Linked DNA regions of Sus scrofa: all the other regions are linked to region 1. The links are chromatin contacts, called in public HiChIP or PLAC-seq maps. All regions are on one chromosome and are shown on one strand. Each heading gives the region's core, a stretch centred on a gene start, on an enhancer-like site or on the middle of the called end of the contact. The rest is flanking DNA. Distances are from core to core; before and after follow the strand shown. Region 1 overlaps ANKRD46 (ankyrin repeat domain 46). Region 2 overlaps RNF19A (ring finger protein 19A, RBR E3 ubiquitin protein ligase). Region 3 holds the start of POLR2K (DNA-directed RNA polymerases I, II, and III subunit RPABC4).

Region 1 (2,700 bases), core at 112-2,611:
CAACCCACTGAGCAAGGCCAGGGATCACACCCACATCCTCATGGATCCTAGTCAGATTTGTTTCTGCTGGGCCACAACAGAAACTCCAGATTAAACTTTTTTAAAGTGAACTTTTATTGGGACACTAAGCAAAAAATTTAGCATCTTATATTTGTATATTGCATTATAATTTTCAAAGGATAAAAAAATCAAGACCCTACAATATGCTGCCTATTAGAGATTCACCTTAGGGCAAAGGACACATATCAATTGAAAGATATTTCTTTTTGTTTATTTTTTTCTTTTGTTTTTTCTTTGGCCACCTGGAGGCATATGGAATTCCTGGGCCAGCAATCAGATCCAAGCTGTGGTTATGACTTAAGCTGCAGCTGTGGCAATGCCGGATCCCTAACCCACTGTGCCTGGCTGGGGATCCAGTCTGTGTCCCAGAACTTCTAAGATGCCAACGATCCACTGCATGAACTCCGCCTTTAGTTTGTTTTTGTATCTGTTCTTAACACTTTTCTACAGTTTAAGATGCTAATTTCCTAGATCATTTTCCCAAATCCAAAGCTTATTAATTCTGAGAATGTAATTTGTTTCATTTATCTAAATATAAGACATTTATTCTCCCATCTGCTGTTTGAAGACCATGAAGTAATTATCTTTTCATAGTATTTTAAAGAATAATTTTCTTATCATAATTATCTTTGCTTGACAATGCAGTTCTCTGGAGTACAAGGAGAAAAGTTTAAAGTAGCAGTTGTTCACCGTTTTAAAAAAGAACTCTAACAATTTTATAGTACATCATGACGCTATCTACAGTTCATACAGAAAAAAAAATTTTTTTTAAATGATGGCATTTGCCATATTATTCCCAGTCTCCTTACTATCTGTCACAGGCCAAATGACAAAATGCTAAATCATTTCGAGAGACCAAAAATAAGGACCAGAAGGAAAATGAAGGTTGTATTTGCTAAATCTAGCAAACAATTTTAATTGACAGTGTTAAGGAAAAACACTCTATTGAGATGACATTTCCCAAAAGAGAGCTAATCTACAAGAGCCATGTAGATATTAAAATGTGCAGCCCTTCATCCCTGACCACTCCTTCCCTTGGTGGTCACAGTGACCTGGTGGTCTTGGGCGGTCCATCAGAATAGTTCCATGGGAAACTGATACGGCGGATTTGTCAGCCCCTATTCCCGTTTCTGAAAAGGTCCCTAGAACCTGAGTATACAGATGTAAACTTGAGCCACCTTCCACATCTGCCATTTTACCAGGAGAGGCTGTGTGGGGGCCAGGGCTCTGTCAGAAAGAGGATTGCTGGATTTATTGTCCCAACTTGAAATTACTGTTCCGCTCTTAAGAAGCGACAAAGCTGTGAGGACTGCTGATTCACTTCTGCTTTACAGTACTGGCAACTCCCACTTCTTGCCCTACCACTTAGGTTCCTAAGTGGCAGCGTAAGGAAATCTCCAGCCCAAAAATACAACTTCTCCTTGTAACCCTTTGCTTATTTTTATCCTCACGAGCTGGGAATAAAAAAAAAACATTAAAAACCTTGTAGGAAAAAAAAAAATTCTTATTTCGTTCTTGAACCCAGAGCCATTTCTAAGCATATACCTCACTCCTTTCTTTTCTTGGGGTATCAAAAGGTACCTCCCCCAAATAGGCTACCAAATAGGCTACCACAGTCCAAAGGAGAGATAGCAGGAAAAGAATTAAGGTTCTATTTATTTATTTATTTATCTTTTAAGGGCCACACCTGTGGCATATGGAGGTTCCCAGGATAGGGGTCAAAACAGAGCTGTAGCTGCCAGCCTGTGCCACAGCCACAGCAACGCAGGATCCAAGCCAAGTTGGCAACTTACACCACAGCTCATGGCAATGCCAGATCCTTAACCCCCTGAGTGAGGCCAGGGATGGAACCCACTTCTCATGGACACTAGTCGGGTTCATTACTGCTGAGCCATGGTGGGAACTCCTAAGCCTCCCTCTAAAGCCTCAGATACTCCTCAGCTCTTTTACTAAAACTCTGTACTCACTTCCTACCAAAGGTCTCCTCCTTAATTCTTATTTCCAGGGGGGAGAAAGAGGAAATACCTGACACTCCATAAGGTGTCTATACATAAACATGCCATTTCTAAGGATTTGGTTAAGTTAGGCCCTTAGGCCTTTTTTCAGTCATTTTTTCACTGTATATTCTTAGGGTCCTTAGGGTTTGGAATGAATGGGGTAAGATGTGGGTCTAATAGTGATGTGTAGGGAATTCCTGAATTCTAAGGATCTACCTAGGCCACGAGTATAAACATCATAGAGCCTGGACTAGAGTGATTAGCCTGCCTTCACAAGCAATCAGACTACACCTCAGAGACGCTTACTAGATCCTCTCTGGGGTTGTATAGCCTAGGGTTGTATAGTCGAATGTCCACCATCTTATGTCACTGGAATGGGACATTTATATTAAGGATGCAGTAAATGATAGCTTCATCTAGCACATAATTTGGAGCACGAATGGAAACATATTATAGGAGAATTGTGAAAACCCGTTATGTTGAAGATGATGTACCTTATATTTCTACCATAAATCATGAATAAGGCTAGAACCTTAGAGATGATGGTTGTACAGTTAATGGTCTCTCTGGCTCTCAGTAGCCTTTCCTGTAAAACAGGGAGATCGAATTAGATGATTCAGGTTAGATGATCCTGGATGGCCCT
Region 2 (2,700 bases), core at 17-2,516, 290 kb after region 1:
CCTTGACCTCTTACGTCCTCTGTTTTATCTGGGTTCTGATTCTTTACAAGGGCCATCTATATATTGTGTGAATTAAAATACAAGAAAAAGGCTGCTGTTCTACAGATATCTGTATTATTATTTTTAGAGTGCTTACATTTGATGTTACTTAGAAAAGAGAAGTAAACTCACACTGCTTCAGATTACCATCGAATTTTCACTTTCTGTTAGTGTTCATTCGTTAAAGGAATAATACACAGAATTGCTACTTTTTATTTAAGTGGAGATGGTTAGAAAAGTTCTAGAGCATGAAGTGCTGCTCTTTGAAGACAGTTGTAGGGTAGGAACAGAGACAAACTTTATATTGTGCACAGTTTGCCTCGAGCTGTCCTTGGTTCTCGTTTCTCTCTTGTTTTAAATTTTATTTTTTTTAATTTTTGGCTGCATCGCAGCATATGGAAGTTCCCAGCCAGGGTCTGAATCCAAGCTGCAGGTGCTACCCAAGCCACAGCTGTGGAAACACCAGATCCTTTTAACCCACTGCGCTGGGCCAGGAATCGAACTAACACCTCAACAGAAACCTAAGCTGACTATAGTCAGATTTTTGACCCACTGGGCCACAGCAGAAACACCCTTATTTCTCATATTATTATTTTGTTATTTTTTGTTCTCATTGTCCTGCTACTGTTTGAAAAAATGTTTACAATTTGAAATTTTAATGTAAAAAATGTTCCTTTCCTCAAAAGGAGGTGCTTTATATACTAAAAATAGCAGGGTAAAGCTATTCATTAACACACTGTATGTGTTAAGTTTTTTTGGCAGCGCTGCAGTTATCTACTAGAAATTGTTATTTGTAGACCAGTTTTACATATTAAACATGTCTGTTTTCTTAATAGCCGATGATATAAAGCCATGTCCACGATGTGCTGCTTATATAATAAAGATGAATGATGGGAGCTGTAATCACATGACATGTGCTGTCTGTGGTTGTGAGTTTTGTTGGTTGTGTATGAAAGAAATCTCAGATTTGCATTATCTAAGGTAAGCTTATATAAGGGGCTATTTGTACCTAACTGTAATTCTGTATTGTAGGATGAAAAGGACTTTTTTTGGAAAAAGCATTATCCAAAGTATTTTTAAACTTGGAATCTATAAGATACTTAAAGGAATCTGTTTTATTTTGGTAATATAAATTTAACATGAACCCAATTATTGTGCTAGTCATTTGGGATTAATAAACAGTCAAAAATAGGAAATAGAGGAGTTCCCTGGTAGCTTAGCTGGTTAAGGAACCAGCATTGTCACTGCTAAGGCTTGGGTCACTGCTGTGACTTGGATTCAGTGCATGCCAGGGGTGTGGCCAAAAAAAAAGAGGAAATAAGAAATTTCTGTTTTTATTTGGCTTTGTTTTTTGTTAAACTAGAATGCTAGCATTTAAAACCCCATGTAATTATGCTAGGTCATAAATATTTTCATTGATTTTTCCCACATATAAATGTATTCATTTAGGCCACAGAGGGAGTTTATAATTCTCTGCCTAAAACAGGGATAAAATAAGCATATTTTGCATTAATTTACCCTTAAAATAACCTAAAGCTTTGAAGCCAGTGGAGGAATATGAATAAATATTTAACCTGAGTCCCGTTTATCAGTATGCTTTTAATATAATTTGTGATGTTTCTTACCTTATTTTTTTTCCCTTTGGCTTTTAATGAACTTAGAATTCAAAGAAAGGGAGGAAAAAATTCGTTCTCAAGTTTGAGAATTCTGTTATGGTCACTGCTGAATGTATGGTAGTAAATTGTTATTGTGATGTTTTGCAGCTTTTACTTTACATTATAATTTTTTTTCCTTAGTCCATCAGGATGTACTTTTTGGGGGAAGAAACCCTGGAGCCGAAAAAAGAAAATATTGTGGCAGCTGGGAACACTTGTTGGTGCTCCTGTAGGAATTGCTTTAATAGCTGGCATTGCTATCCCTGCAATGATTATTGGCATTCCTGTGTATGTGGGCCGTAAGGTAAAATGCTCACTTCCTTGTTAATTTATTATCTTACTTTAAACCTTCAGATTTAGCATTGATGGTTTTGCTTTGCTTCTATTTTTGTTTGTTTGTTTTGAAAGACAAAGGTCATCTTTAGTATCTTAAATATTAAACAATTATTTTTTTAAGATAATAACTTTCCAGTGTTTGGCAAGCTTATATGTATGCCTAAAAAGTAGATTTGCTTTAAAATGATCAGAATATTATGAGATCCTGCTGTGTAGCACTGGGAACTATGTCTAGTCACTTATGATGAAGCATGATAATGTGAGAAAAAAGAATGTATACAACTGGGTCACCATGCTGTACAGTAGGAAAGAAAATAATGTATTGGGGAAATAAAAAAAATTAAAATTAAAAATTAAATAAAATGATGGGAATCTGAAAATGTCAGTAAAAATTTGCATTATAAATCAACTTTACATATAAAATATTAAAGGATATGTACCTAACATTTTTCTCATAGGTATGTCCTTGTAAAGTCAGGTCTATAAAAAATAATAGATAAATAACATATTTGTCCTCAGGCAAAGAATAATTAGCCAGTTCCTGAATTATTTCTGACTTTAAAGCTTTTTTCCCTCAGATTACTGCTATTAGTAAACATGCTGTTTTGTAGATTACAGCAATTTTGTGGAAGTTTGAACACCCAAGAGTTGCCACCGGCCTAAAAAATGA
Region 3 (2,700 bases), core at 56-2,555, 430 kb after region 1:
GGGCCCCTCACAAATCCAATCATGCCTTATTTTTCTCAGGGAAAGCTAAAAAGCTAAAAAGTTCCCAATTCCTAATCCGTACTTTTTAAAAATCCTACCGCTGGTTCTAAAGAATGAATCAAACCCACAAATAAGCATTTTGCATTTACCCCCAAACTGGACTCCATAAACACTTTACAGATTTCATATTTACACATGCTATTTCATTATAATCTCTACAACAATTCTAGGCGGTTAAATAATTACTCTTAATGAACAGATCAAGAAACTAAGATTTAGGGAAGGTTAATTTGGTCAGGATTATTCAGTAGTTAAAAGGCAGAGGAATTTAGATCTGACTGCGAAGCTCTGGTTTTCATTTAACACGAGTACAAGTACTATTTTTCTTTTTCTTTCTTTTTCTTTTTTTTTGTCTTTTTGCTATTTCTTTGGGCCGCTCCCACGGCATATGGAGGTTCCCAGGCTAGGGGTCGAATAGGAGCTGTTGCCACTGGCCTACGCCAGAACCACAGCAACGTGGGATCCGAGCCGCGTCTGCAGCCTACACCACAGCTCACGGCAACGCCGGATCATTAACCCTGCCCTGAGCCAAGGGCAGGGACCGAACCCGCAACCTCATGGTTCCTAGTCGGATTCGTTAACCACTGCGCCACGACGGGAACTCCAATTTTTCTTTTTCTTTCTCTCTCTCTCTTTTTTTTTTTTCCACCCGCGGCATGTGGAAGTTCCAGGCTAGGGGGTCCAATAGGCCTGACAGCCACAGCAACGCGGGATCCGAGCCCCGTCTGCTATCTATACCACAGCTCAAGGCAACGCTGGGTCGTTAACCCACAGAGCGAGGCCAGGGATGGAATCCGCATCCTCAAGGATACTCATCTGATTCAGTTCCGCTGCGCCACAAGGGGAACTCCCACAAGTGAAATTTTCCCAAAATTTAGCAAGAAATTGCCAAAAAACTATACCCCTCAACAGGAAAACATGCGAACCGAAGAAAAGGGAAAAATAATGAAATAACTCCTAACAGCTGAAAAGGCAGACAACCCAACAGCTAAACAAGCCAAAGGGCTAACAGCATCGACTCCATCCCCAGCCTCTCTCGACTCTAATCCCACACCGGACCTCCTGTAACCCCTAGTATCTTTCCAGTTTTGGCCCAAACACTCACCTTCCAATCCCAAACCGCCAATCCGCCAAACCCCTACCCACGGAACACGGAGAAACTTCCCGAGGCTCCCTAACAGATTCCTGAGGCCGCTGTGTGTCAGCCCACTTCCGGCACTGGCAGATGACGCAGGATGTAGTCTCCGCCCCTTCCGCCCAAGGAGTGGCCGAAGAACCCGGATTGAGCGCGGGCAGTTAAATTGGAATTATGTATGTTTGATTCGCTCTGTAGAGGTTCTTATTTGGCTCCCAACTATTTTCATTTTTCGGGGAGGCAAAGAATTTTAGCAGTTTCTCAGGTCGAAGGAGGTTTGTTTCTATGACAAATGAAGGCCGCAGAAAGTAACAGTTTTCCAAGAGGTCAGAGCGTTAGATACCCAAGTGAAGTGCTCATGGAATCCCTGGGCTGACCGTTACTCCAAAGAACGTGGAAGTATCGGTTTCACCGCTGATTTCCACGTAGAAGAGCAGTTTTCAGATTATGGATTTCAGATCGTTTTAATACCTGTGCCGCCGGCAGTGGAACAGCCGCCTCCTGCCCTTTGCATAATGTTTGCTTTTCGACCCTTTCTCACTTAGGTACCTGTCATCCTTCTCAGCCTCTCCTTTTACTCGTTTTAAAGCACAGGCGGACTTGCAGGCAGCTACATCCAACTACTGCCACTTAAAGCTGAGGGATTTAGGTAGTGGTGGCTGTTTACCGACCCTCCTTTGGTCCCATGTATTCTCTAGAAGAACAAAACGACCTGCTCAGTGGAATCCTTTCAAAGATCAAACTATTAGTGAGACATTATCGTTGGATGTACACATTTACATTCGTTTGCTTCTTTCATAGCAGGCATTTTACTAATATCAGAATGAGAGGAAGAAAATGAAGTTGTTACAATTTAGAAAATACATATTCGTTATCTATTACAGTTAATTGGAGAAGCAGGTTTCTTTCTTCCCAACATGCATTATTTTGGTTTCTTATTAAGCAGGCAATACTGCTCTCTGGTCTTCCATACGGAAACTTGGGAACTTTGAGCTTCGCATTACACTTCCAGGAGGAGTTCCAACTGCCGGCACCTCCACAGACCAACTTGAGAGATTTAACTCAATCTTCCCAGTCTTCTTAGCTCCCTGTTGTAAAAATTTCAGGAAACACAGTGGAGTGTCCTGCTTCTTCCTCCACAGACAGGCTAAGACAGAACATACAAGTATTTTGACCATCTTAAAAAATATCTCTCCTGTCAGCCAAAGGGAAGAGGTAACCCAAAAGAAGAATCAAAATAAGCTTTGCTCCAAGAAGTATTAGATAAAACCATTGTTATCATAAGAGAAAGATTATGGAGTGATCCAAAAAGTATAACTTTAATCATTGCAAGCTGACCTGGATTCCAACTCTCAAGCTTGAGATTTCAAGAAGATGCTGGCACTTAATGCAGTCTATGGAGATCAGGAGGAATTAACACATGCAGAATACAAACGGCTCCTGGGACCCTACAGAGGGGTAGAGTAAAGACAAGTTGTAGCAAGGAGATCCAGAATTTCAACAAG

The links. HiChIP or PLAC-seq counts read pairs in DNA pulled down with a chosen protein or histone mark.
Region 2: a contact with region 1 is called in an H3K27ac HiChIP or PLAC-seq map of alveolar macrophages. The contact joins two enhancer-like sites. A contact is called at or near these places in 22 of 47 Hi-C or Micro-C datasets (alveolar macrophages, blood, embryonic fibroblasts and 13 more) and 2 of 2 datasets of contacts at active chromatin or transcription factors (alveolar macrophages and skeletal muscle).
Region 3: a contact with region 1 is called in an H3K27ac HiChIP or PLAC-seq map of alveolar macrophages. The contact joins the promoter of POLR2K here to the enhancer-like site in region 1. A contact is called at or near these places in 2 of 5 promoter capture datasets (fetal skeletal muscle and liver), 25 of 47 Hi-C or Micro-C datasets (alveolar macrophages, blood, brain and 15 more) and 2 of 2 datasets of contacts at active chromatin or transcription factors (alveolar macrophages and skeletal muscle).

The regions. Positions count from the first base shown.
Region 1 is chr4:36,420,585-36,423,284 of Sscrofa11.1, forward strand. The region is part of intron 1 of ANKRD46 (ankyrin repeat domain 46); the gene reads left to right. Among named protein-coding and RNA genes, the nearest start is that of ANKRD46, 21 kb to the left of the region's middle. Within about 2 kb of position 1,362, at least 2 of the 83 cell types and tissues checked have an H3K27ac peak or open chromatin away from gene starts, as enhancers often do. A contact at or near this core is called in alveolar macrophages, where this site is marked.
Region 2 is chr4:36,710,080-36,712,779 of Sscrofa11.1, forward strand. It overlaps RNF19A (ring finger protein 19A, RBR E3 ubiquitin protein ligase), which reads left to right. Exons shown (of 9, transcript NM_001038006.1): 3 at 876-1,020; 4 at 1,836-1,998. Among named protein-coding and RNA genes, the nearest start is that of RNF19A, 21 kb to the left of the region's middle. Within about 2 kb of position 1,267, at least 1 of the 83 cell types and tissues checked has an H3K27ac peak or open chromatin away from gene starts, as enhancers often do. A contact at or near this core is called in alveolar macrophages, where this site is marked.
Region 3 is chr4:36,851,317-36,854,016 of Sscrofa11.1, forward strand. It overlaps POLR2K (DNA-directed RNA polymerases I, II, and III subunit RPABC4), which reads right to left and starts at 1,306. Exons shown (of 4, transcript XM_003355012.5): 1 at 1,166-1,306.